2 separate regions of the Mus musculus genome follow, and region 1 is linked to region 2. The links are chromatin contacts, called in public Hi-C maps. All regions are on one chromosome and are shown on one strand. Each heading gives the region's core, a stretch centred on a gene start, on an enhancer-like site or on the middle of the called end of the contact. The rest is flanking DNA. Distances are from core to core; before and after follow the strand shown.

Region 1 (4,120 bases), core at 1,049-3,548, 280 kb after region 2:
TCTGTTACAGTTAGAAAATTTTAGTATTGCAAGTTTTAAGAAGTTGTGTGTCAACCGAGCCTTCCAGGATATTGTGAAATACCTCTATTTCAAGACACTATTAAATATGCATATTGGAAACATCTTCTTAAGAAAACATCTGGGGTCTGAATTAGTCATTATTCGTCAGGAGTGTGACAATAGCCAAATTTGTTATGATAATGTGAATGTTGTCTTTCTGTAAATTATTAACTTCCAATTCTTGGTTTGTATTAGTAGCTTTCAAGGAGCGAGCTACTTGAAATTTAGAGGGGAAATGGCATTTGCTGACTTGCTGTTTCCTCTCATAACTGAGTACAATGTTTCAGTTAATAAAAAAGGAGAAGAAAAATGAGCAAGCATCCTCTATTGTTCCCCAAGAACCATCTCAAAAGAAATAGCTAAGTTGGACATAGTAGTGCACACCTTAAATTCCATCACTTGGGAGGCAGAGGCAGGCTGATCTCTGCCAGTCCAAGGTCAGCCTGGTCTATAGAATAAGTTCCAGGACGGCCAGAGTCTCACAAAGCCAAGCTAAGTTGCTGAAAACATTTGCTCTACTAGTGATGTCAGAGCTCAGTTGGACTGTGGGAGGTGGAATATATGAAGCGCTGAAGAGCTAGGTTGTTGTGCCTGTGGTACACCTTGAGGGGGTGCTCTTTAAATGCATGAAATTCAAGGTCAGGTATAATGGCTTCTCTCCCTCTTGGCTCATTCCTCTATAGAGGCTGGCGAAATCCCTTATCAGCATCATTCTATAAGTCCTGAAGCCCAGTAGAACATTAGCTTCTCTTTCCCAAATGTCTACATACTTGAAACAAAACATTTGCGAAAGGACCAAAAGAAAATATTAACATTCATATGGAAATCATCTTTCTTAGCGAGGTACTTTGGTTTGAAACGATCATATTGACACCTAGATGCGAAGAGTTGATTTCTGTGGGTTTAAAACAGTTCCTTTTGGGGTGATGAGCACTACAAGTTCAAATCCACTGCCCATCATTACATTTGTGATTATATCAGGGTTGTTGAATCCTCATTCCTGGTTATGGTGGCTCATGTCATTAATTTCATCACTGAGACAGAGTCAGGGGCAAGGGTAGAGGGCAGAGGGGCAGGAGGGAAGGGGGCAGAGACTGAAAGAACTCTGTGAGTTTGAGGCCAGCCTCATCTACATAGCAAATTTCAGGACAGCCCGGTCTATGCAGTGCAACCCTGTCTCAATCAAAACAAGACAAGACAAGACAAGACAAGACAAGACAAGACAAGACAAGACAAGACAAGACAAGACAAGACAGGACAGGACAGGACAAGACCCATTAGGGAGGTTAGCTTCACTTTCTGTGTTTTATTCACAGTTAAAGAATTGATACTTTAAGAGTAAGAACAATTCTACCAAATATTCTGAAGTGTAATTTTGCCCTTATAGGCTGAAGATAATAAGTCTACTAGTGAAAAGTAAGTTCCTACATCAGTTTACACGTTCTTTACGCATGCCAGGCAGCCACCCCAGTGTTTGTTGTGACTTCGTTTTACATTTAGTTCAGTTACCATTCTAAGAAGCTTGAGTATAGAAAAATTAACTGAGGAATGTTGGAAGACTTTTTTTTCTCTCTGATACTTCAGTTTTATTTCTTTCTCTATTTCAGAACCAGATGTTTATTTTTCTCTTGTCTTTTTCATTTTTCTTTCTTTTCTTCTCTTTCTCTCTCTCTTTCTTTCTTTCTTTCTTTCTTTCTTTCTTTCTTTCTTTCTTTCTTTCTTTCTTTGGTTTTCCGACACATGGACTGGACATATAGAATATGAAATAAGGTGACTTGGAAAGAAATTCAGAACTTCTGTAATGGAATGAAGGCACCTTTTTAAGGTGCCATGCTCTAGGAAATGGAGAGGTTGTTCCTGAGTTAGGGCCTCTGTACCTCTGCCTCTCCATCACCTCTCTGCATGGCTCTCTGCCTTTCTGTAGCCTCTTAGTTCTTGGCTTCTGATCAAATTTCATTTAAATGACAACAAAAAGAAAGGTTGAAAACTATTTACTTGCTTATAACAATACAAACATATTTTTGCATTTCTCATTAAAATATTTTGCTGAATACAAATTTAATATGCAATTACCAACAACATGTTCATATAAATAATATAAATGTCAAGCTAGGCATGATAGGATTCTGTCTCAAAAGTACAGCAACAACCAAACAAGACATCAAGGAACAGGAACAAAAGTGAGATTGCATAGCAGTGTCCCTTACTAGAGAGTTGCTGTTGCTAGTGTGTCACTATGTGCAATGTTTGAATATCCTGTTTATTGGAGCAGCAGGCAGCCCTGGGCTGGGAATCAGGAGGGAAGCCAGGGAGATGGAGCCCTCAGCCTTGTCATCTCTGAGCATGTTCTTCCTTATTTATGTTTGTTTCCTCCTCTGCAAGCAGCAGGAAGGCCAAAGTCCTTCTTGGACATTTTTTTTAGAAGGCAGGACCTAGGGTAAATGCTGGGGAGACGAATCAGCAGTTAAGCGTGCTTGCTGCTTTTCCTGAAGGTCTGAGTTTCAGTCCCTTAACCCACACTGAGTAGTTCACAACAGTCTGTAACAACAATAGAGGAGATAGATGTGATGTCTCTGCTTACCTCAGTGCACACCCATGTATACACGGCATATCCACACATAGATATGCACATAAACCAAAAATAAGAATTGAGTCTTAAAGCATAAACTGACTTATGACTTCCCCCTCCATAGAGGTGTTCCATATCATTGTGTTCTCTCCAGAGTTTTCATTAGGCTGTGAAAAAAATGACACTGTTCCAAGACCTGCTGTGGCTTAGAGATTCACCAAGCTCTAATGAGCACAAGGGGATCTACTCCACCTGTTTCATTTTCGTTGAAGGAGACTTTCCAGTGAGTTGCTCTGAAATAAAGTTCCAGAAGATTATTAATGATGTATCATGGAGCAAAAGAGGAAACAGATATTTTAGCATCTGAGATGTTAAAAAGAAAACTAAGAACTTAAAAAAAAATTGTGTTTGTCTTCATGACATCATTATTATTCCCTGAGGAATAATAATGATAATTAAGGTAAAAATTAGAGGGTAACCAAAGAGTCAAAATAACTAAATTGAACTATTTTTAAATGTTCTTCATTTTCAAAACAGAGATAAGGTCTTATTATATATAGGGGGTGGCCTTGAGCTTGTGACAACGCCTCTCCCAGAGTTTCCTGGGTAGCATGCTTACAGGAGTGTGTGTGTGTGTGTGTGTGTGTGTGTGTGTGTGTGTTTGTGTGTGTGTGTGTGTGAGTGTGTGTATGTGTGTGTGAGAGTATGTTTGAGTGTGTGTGAATGTTTGTGAGTGGGGTGTGAGTGTGTGTGCCATTGTGCCTTTTTATTAAAACTTTATCAATGCCTGTTATATAAGGTGCTCCAATGCAGATATTTAATCCTTCTGTTGGTCCCAAACAATTATACATTTTAAAAAGGCAGTTGGAGCCCAGAAAGTTGGTGGCCATGATGCATTGAGACAATCTTGTATTTAAACATTGTGGCAGAAAAATCTTGAACATTTCTATCATAATATAAGCCTCTGTACTCACATAAACCAGTATACAGGATATGGATACATATGGATGCCCAAGCACACTCCCCAGTTCATGTCTTGCTTTAAAAAGAGCAGACTCCTTAAAACTCACCACTGGTGAGACTGTGCCCTGTCGGCCCACTGGTGAGACCTGAAGCTGTGGCCGCTTTGCTTTGTGTGGTACAGTTGAAGTTAGAAACCTGTAACTTTTCGTAGGACTCATCTCCCTGGAGGTTCATTTACTAGGGGTGTGTTCTTCAGTGTGGTGATGCTGAGGCGGTAGAACCTTGAGGAAGCGGGGCTGATGTGAAGCAGTTAGGTCATTGGGGATGCTCCTGTGGAAGGCTTCGTGTGGTCTGCTAGAGTGAGTTCTCTGGTTAGTCAGTTGTTAGTAGGTGAGGCTATCCCATGTCCTGGACCTCTATTCACTGCTGGTTTATTGGCCATCCACTGCCACGTGTTAGAGCCAAGGGAGCCCTCACCAGAGGCCCAGGAGTCAAGGTTGCCTGTTGTTGGACTTCAGCTTCCAAGGC
Region 2 (4,325 bases), core at 1,391-3,890:
TGCTCACCAACCCACCCATTCCCACTTCTAGGCCCTGGAATTCCCCTACATGGGAGCATAGAATCTTCATAGGTCCAAGGGCCTCTCATGATCATTTTCTAGTTTTAAAAAACTTAATTATGTATTTTCTTAGTCAAGGTTTCTATTCCTGCACAAACACCATGACCAAGAAGTAGTTGGGGAGGAAAGGGTTTATTCAGCTTACATTTCCACATTGCTGCTCATCACTGAAGGATATCGGGACTGGAACTCAAGCAGGTCAGAAAACAGGAGCTGATGCAGAGGCCATAGAGGGATGTTCTTTACTGGCTTGTTTCCCCTGGCTTGCTCAGCCTGCTCTCTTATAGAACCAAGACTACTAGCCTAGAGACGGCACCACCCACAAGGAGACCTCCCCACTTGGTCACTAATTGAGAAAATGCCTTACAGCTGGATCTCATGGAGGCATTTCCCCAACTGAAGCTCCTTTCTCTGTGATAATTCCAACCTGTGTCAAGTTGACACAAAACTAGCCAGTACATGTATCTTTGAGAATATAAAACAATATGATTAAAGCATTAAGCCATGAAATAACTTATGTTGAAATAAATCTTGTCTCTAGTACTATCACCTCCTCCAACAATTGCCTTATTATTTTAGTAAAACATAGATGTGTACATGTATGTTTTATATGTGCATATGAGCAGAGATGTATATTTGAATCTTTTAAAAAAATTCACCAAATCACAGACATGATATCTTTTTGTTGAGTTAATTTCCCAGTGAAAACACTTGTTGGTTATCACATTACTAGTTCAATATCTACTCCAGCTGCTATCTTAATCAGTTTCAAGGTATGGAACTCTGAACATATGCCCATATTCTTAACTGCATGTTTGCTCTAAAGCCAAGTTTTAATTATCCTTTGCTGCATTCCAACTTCCTCAGTGTTTTATTTTGAACTGAACTCTTTGGAATTGAGAAACACTTGCCTTTTGCACTGCATGAGGTCTTGAAATTGTGGACTCTGTTTTCTCTCTTTCCCATGAAAGGATCAAATATTCTGAACTCATTTCAGCCCTCTGGCTCCTTGTTGGAAGCAGTCAGCTGTAAGAAAAATACACAACTAACATTTTGTTTTCCGAACTCTTCACTAAGGCACATACATTCACTTGACAGGTGATCTGCCTTCCAGGTTACTATTGTGACTGCTTTACTCAATGCTTCTTGTTGCCAAAAATGAAAGACCATTTCAGCCTCTGAGTATGGCTTCTCTTTTCCTGACCCACAGACCTCTAAGCCAGTGCCATATCTTCTGGGATTTTTTGCTGCAGCAGAATCCCACTTCTGGGACCAATTTTTTGTGTCCACCAAAGTCGACCTAGTTTGGATGAAAGGATCACATTCTTTTAAATATTTGATGGTTTAAACACACTGTCACGGGTTCATTTAAGGTCAACAGAGACCATGTTCATAATTTTTCCATGCTAAGAACTTCTCTGATCATAGCAAAGGAAAAACTAAGGGTGCCCTGGTCATTTGTCTAAGTGACATGGACTTATCTTTGTTCCTTCTTTTCCTTACCATATAATGCAAGAAGTGGATATCAGAAACCTTGTTTCCTAAGTTCCTACGTCAGCCAACTACTTGGTTTGCTAGTGGGAGGCACTGGAGGAAAATCCAGGTAAATCTTTAATATTGGAAGTGATGGGGACAAGTGTAGTACAGCAGGAGTTGTACCACACTAGTTGACTAGTCTGAGGCTTTCTCTCTGCCCCTCCAGTTGTCCTCAGGGTTACTTTCCAAGTTCCATTTGAGTGAGTCTTTTGGTGGTGTTGAGTATTTGTCAACTTTAAAAAAAAAAGATGAAGGACAATTTTATTAGCTTTTAGAAGAGAAAAACTCCTGCAAGGCAGGCAAATTGTACATCTTCCAGGAAGATGGGAATGGAGGACAGAAGAAAAGAAATCTATTTAAGTGGACATGGAGGTCAGACACATGGCAGACAAGCAGCCACATGATGGGAGGGGAAACTTCAGAGAAAGAAGAAAGAGCCAAAGTACTAAAGAAAGCATCCCGAGGTTCCGGTCAGTGTCTGGAAGAGAGTCAGAAGCATTTTAGGTTGTTGGCTTGGGTTTTCAGGGTGAGTTTGGAAGTTTCGGTAACTCCACCTCACTGCCATCACTCCCCTTGAGGAAGTCCTTGGAGAGACCTCGCATTTTCTTTGTGAGATCCTGGGTCATAAAGTTTGGGTGAATTTAGACTGTGATCCTCAGAGGCTGTGAAATCTCAGGAGAGAGGCTAGATTTCCTCTTTGTGCCAATGCCAGGTACAGGCACACGGTCTCTTTCTGCAGAGAAGGAGGCATTTGTTCCTCATCTTCTTTATTCTGAGCCTGGTTGAGATTTCCCTTGTGTGCAGGTCTCTCTGTGTGATTCTCTGTGTTTTGAAGGATCTGGGGTTTGCTTTCCTTTCCTGGGCATTGTGAGTTTTACACTCTTTGCCTCCAGGGCATTGCAAACTTCCTGCAGGGTTTGGTCTCTGCTTCCCTTGGCAGGTTCTTGTTCTCAGCTCAGACTTGAACTTCCTTTGTACCATCTCTGGGATGGATTCATAGCAGTTCTTTAGAACTGCATGTTTCATTTTGCGTTTTAGATGATTCATTTGGGAAGGTTGTTTAAGGTGACTAATGCTGAGATGACACACGGAAACCCACATCTCATTTCCCTTTTTATAGTAGAAGAAATAAAACACACTCAGAAAACAGTATTCATTTAAAAATGCACAACTGTACCAAACTGATGTGGGAAATAGATAAGATGCTTAGTTATAGATAACTAGGTTGTCATGATTACTAGCTAGTAACAAGGAACTGGCTATACTTATCCTTTTGCATTAAGTTTCTCAGTTCACCTTGGTTGTTGTGATGTAAGAAGACATGTTTAAGGAATCGAAATAAAATTGGCTGGAAATCCCATCATTTCTTGTGCCCCCTCAGCTTCTTTTCTGTTCTTATATTGCTTCCCCACAAAACTCTCACTCCTATGTAGATCAGTAGACTTCTCTTTACTTCACTTCTTGCCTATCCTGAATTCATCTAATTGTTCACCGTAACTAAGGGAAATTAAGACATAATAAACATAAGATTATTTCTAGATCTCACCACCTAGTTTTGCAAATCGTTATCTTTCTCCTCCCTCTTCTCCTCTCCATGTGATCTTTGGTGATGATAAATGTGATCAGGCAGAAAGAGTATGGATCTAGTGTCTACACTGGGCTACAACTTTGGTGAAAAGAACCAGAAATACCAAATGTTTATCAGTTTGGCTTTTCTGTAACACTTTTAGTGGATATTTTTAGTATATATTCAAGGACTTTTTTTGACAGAAAAAAAAATCATTGAAAGGCTTCTAGAGCATTATGGATCCACTGAATCTTTTCATAATTTTCTTTGAAACGGGGTCAAAATAACACTTGTGATACAATCTATACCATCAGGTTATGTGGCTACTTTCATCCAGTGAAAATCTGTGGTTTAAGTGGGGTGATTTTATAATATTTTATCGATTAACCATTCTTTACTAGCAATTCGTTTAGTCATGCCATCAATAAACCATTTTTTTTACACCATTGTTAAAACTACAACATTTCCTTTTGCTTTGAAGAAATTCAAGTTTTGAAGACTATCAGAATCTTGCGTTTAGAATATTAGTTGCCTCACAGGCAGCTTAGGTACCAGGCATGTTTAGATGATGTGGTGTGACTTGGATGCTGAGTGAAGTGCCCTGCGGGGAGCAAGCAGAGGTACTTTAGCACAGGGGACTCTGGGTGTCCTAGTTTTGTTTCCTTTTGCTGTGATAAAACACTCTGACTAAAGCAACTTGGAGGAGTAAGTATTTTAGCTCACAATTCCAGCTAAAAGTTCATCAAAGGGGAGAAGTCACAATTCCAGGTAACAGTTCATCACGATGGCAGGAAGCTGAACCAGACAGTCATATCCACAGTCAAGAGCAGAGGGACGGTGAATGCATGCACACTTGTCCTTAGCTTGCTTTTCGTATCTACTCTTAGACAGTCCAGAGCCCTGCCTGTGAAATAGTGCCATCCATATTTAGGCTGGATCTTCCCACCTCAATTAATCCAACTAAGAAAATCCCTCATGGATGTGCCCTCATGCCAGACTAATCTAGACAGCTCCTCACTGAGGCTCCCTTCCTGGATGACTACATTATTTCACATCGACAGTCAGTGGTCACCTCTTATTTGGACACTTGAGTAGGTTCAGGCACGTGTCTGCATTTCACGCATGGTCTTCACGTCCCAAGGGTGTCATGTCCGCGGCTGGT

Evidence for each region. A called contact is a pair of places that touch in the nucleus more often than the background predicts.
Region 1: a contact with region 2 is called in a Hi-C map of bone marrow-derived macrophages, with 24 read pairs. The contact joins two enhancer-like sites. A contact is called at or near these places in 1 of 15 datasets of contacts at CTCF or cohesin (the NIH/3T3 cell line), 13 of 484 Hi-C or Micro-C datasets (the AML12 cell line, B cells, Kupffer cells and 10 more), 4 of 115 datasets of contacts at active chromatin or transcription factors (CD8 T cells, the HPC-7 cell line, the NIH/3T3 cell line and 1 more) and 2 of 9 other capture datasets (adipose tissue and liver).

Annotation. Positions count from the first base shown.
Region 1 is chr3:109,478,438-109,482,557 of GRCm38.p6, forward strand. All of the region lies in intron 2 of Vav3 (vav 3 oncogene), which reads left to right. Among named protein-coding and RNA genes, the nearest start is that of Vav3, 140 kb to the left of the region's middle. Within about 2 kb of position 2,299, at least 10 of the 459 cell types and tissues checked have an H3K27ac peak or open chromatin away from gene starts, as enhancers often do. A contact at or near this core is called in bone marrow-derived macrophages, where this site is marked.
Region 2 is chr3:109,193,736-109,198,060 of GRCm38.p6, forward strand. No RefSeq gene overlaps it. Among named protein-coding and RNA genes, the nearest start is that of Slc25a24, 73 kb to the left of the region's middle. Within about 2 kb of position 2,641, at least 31 of the 459 cell types and tissues checked have an H3K27ac peak or open chromatin away from gene starts, as enhancers often do. A contact at or near this core is called in bone marrow-derived macrophages, where this site is marked.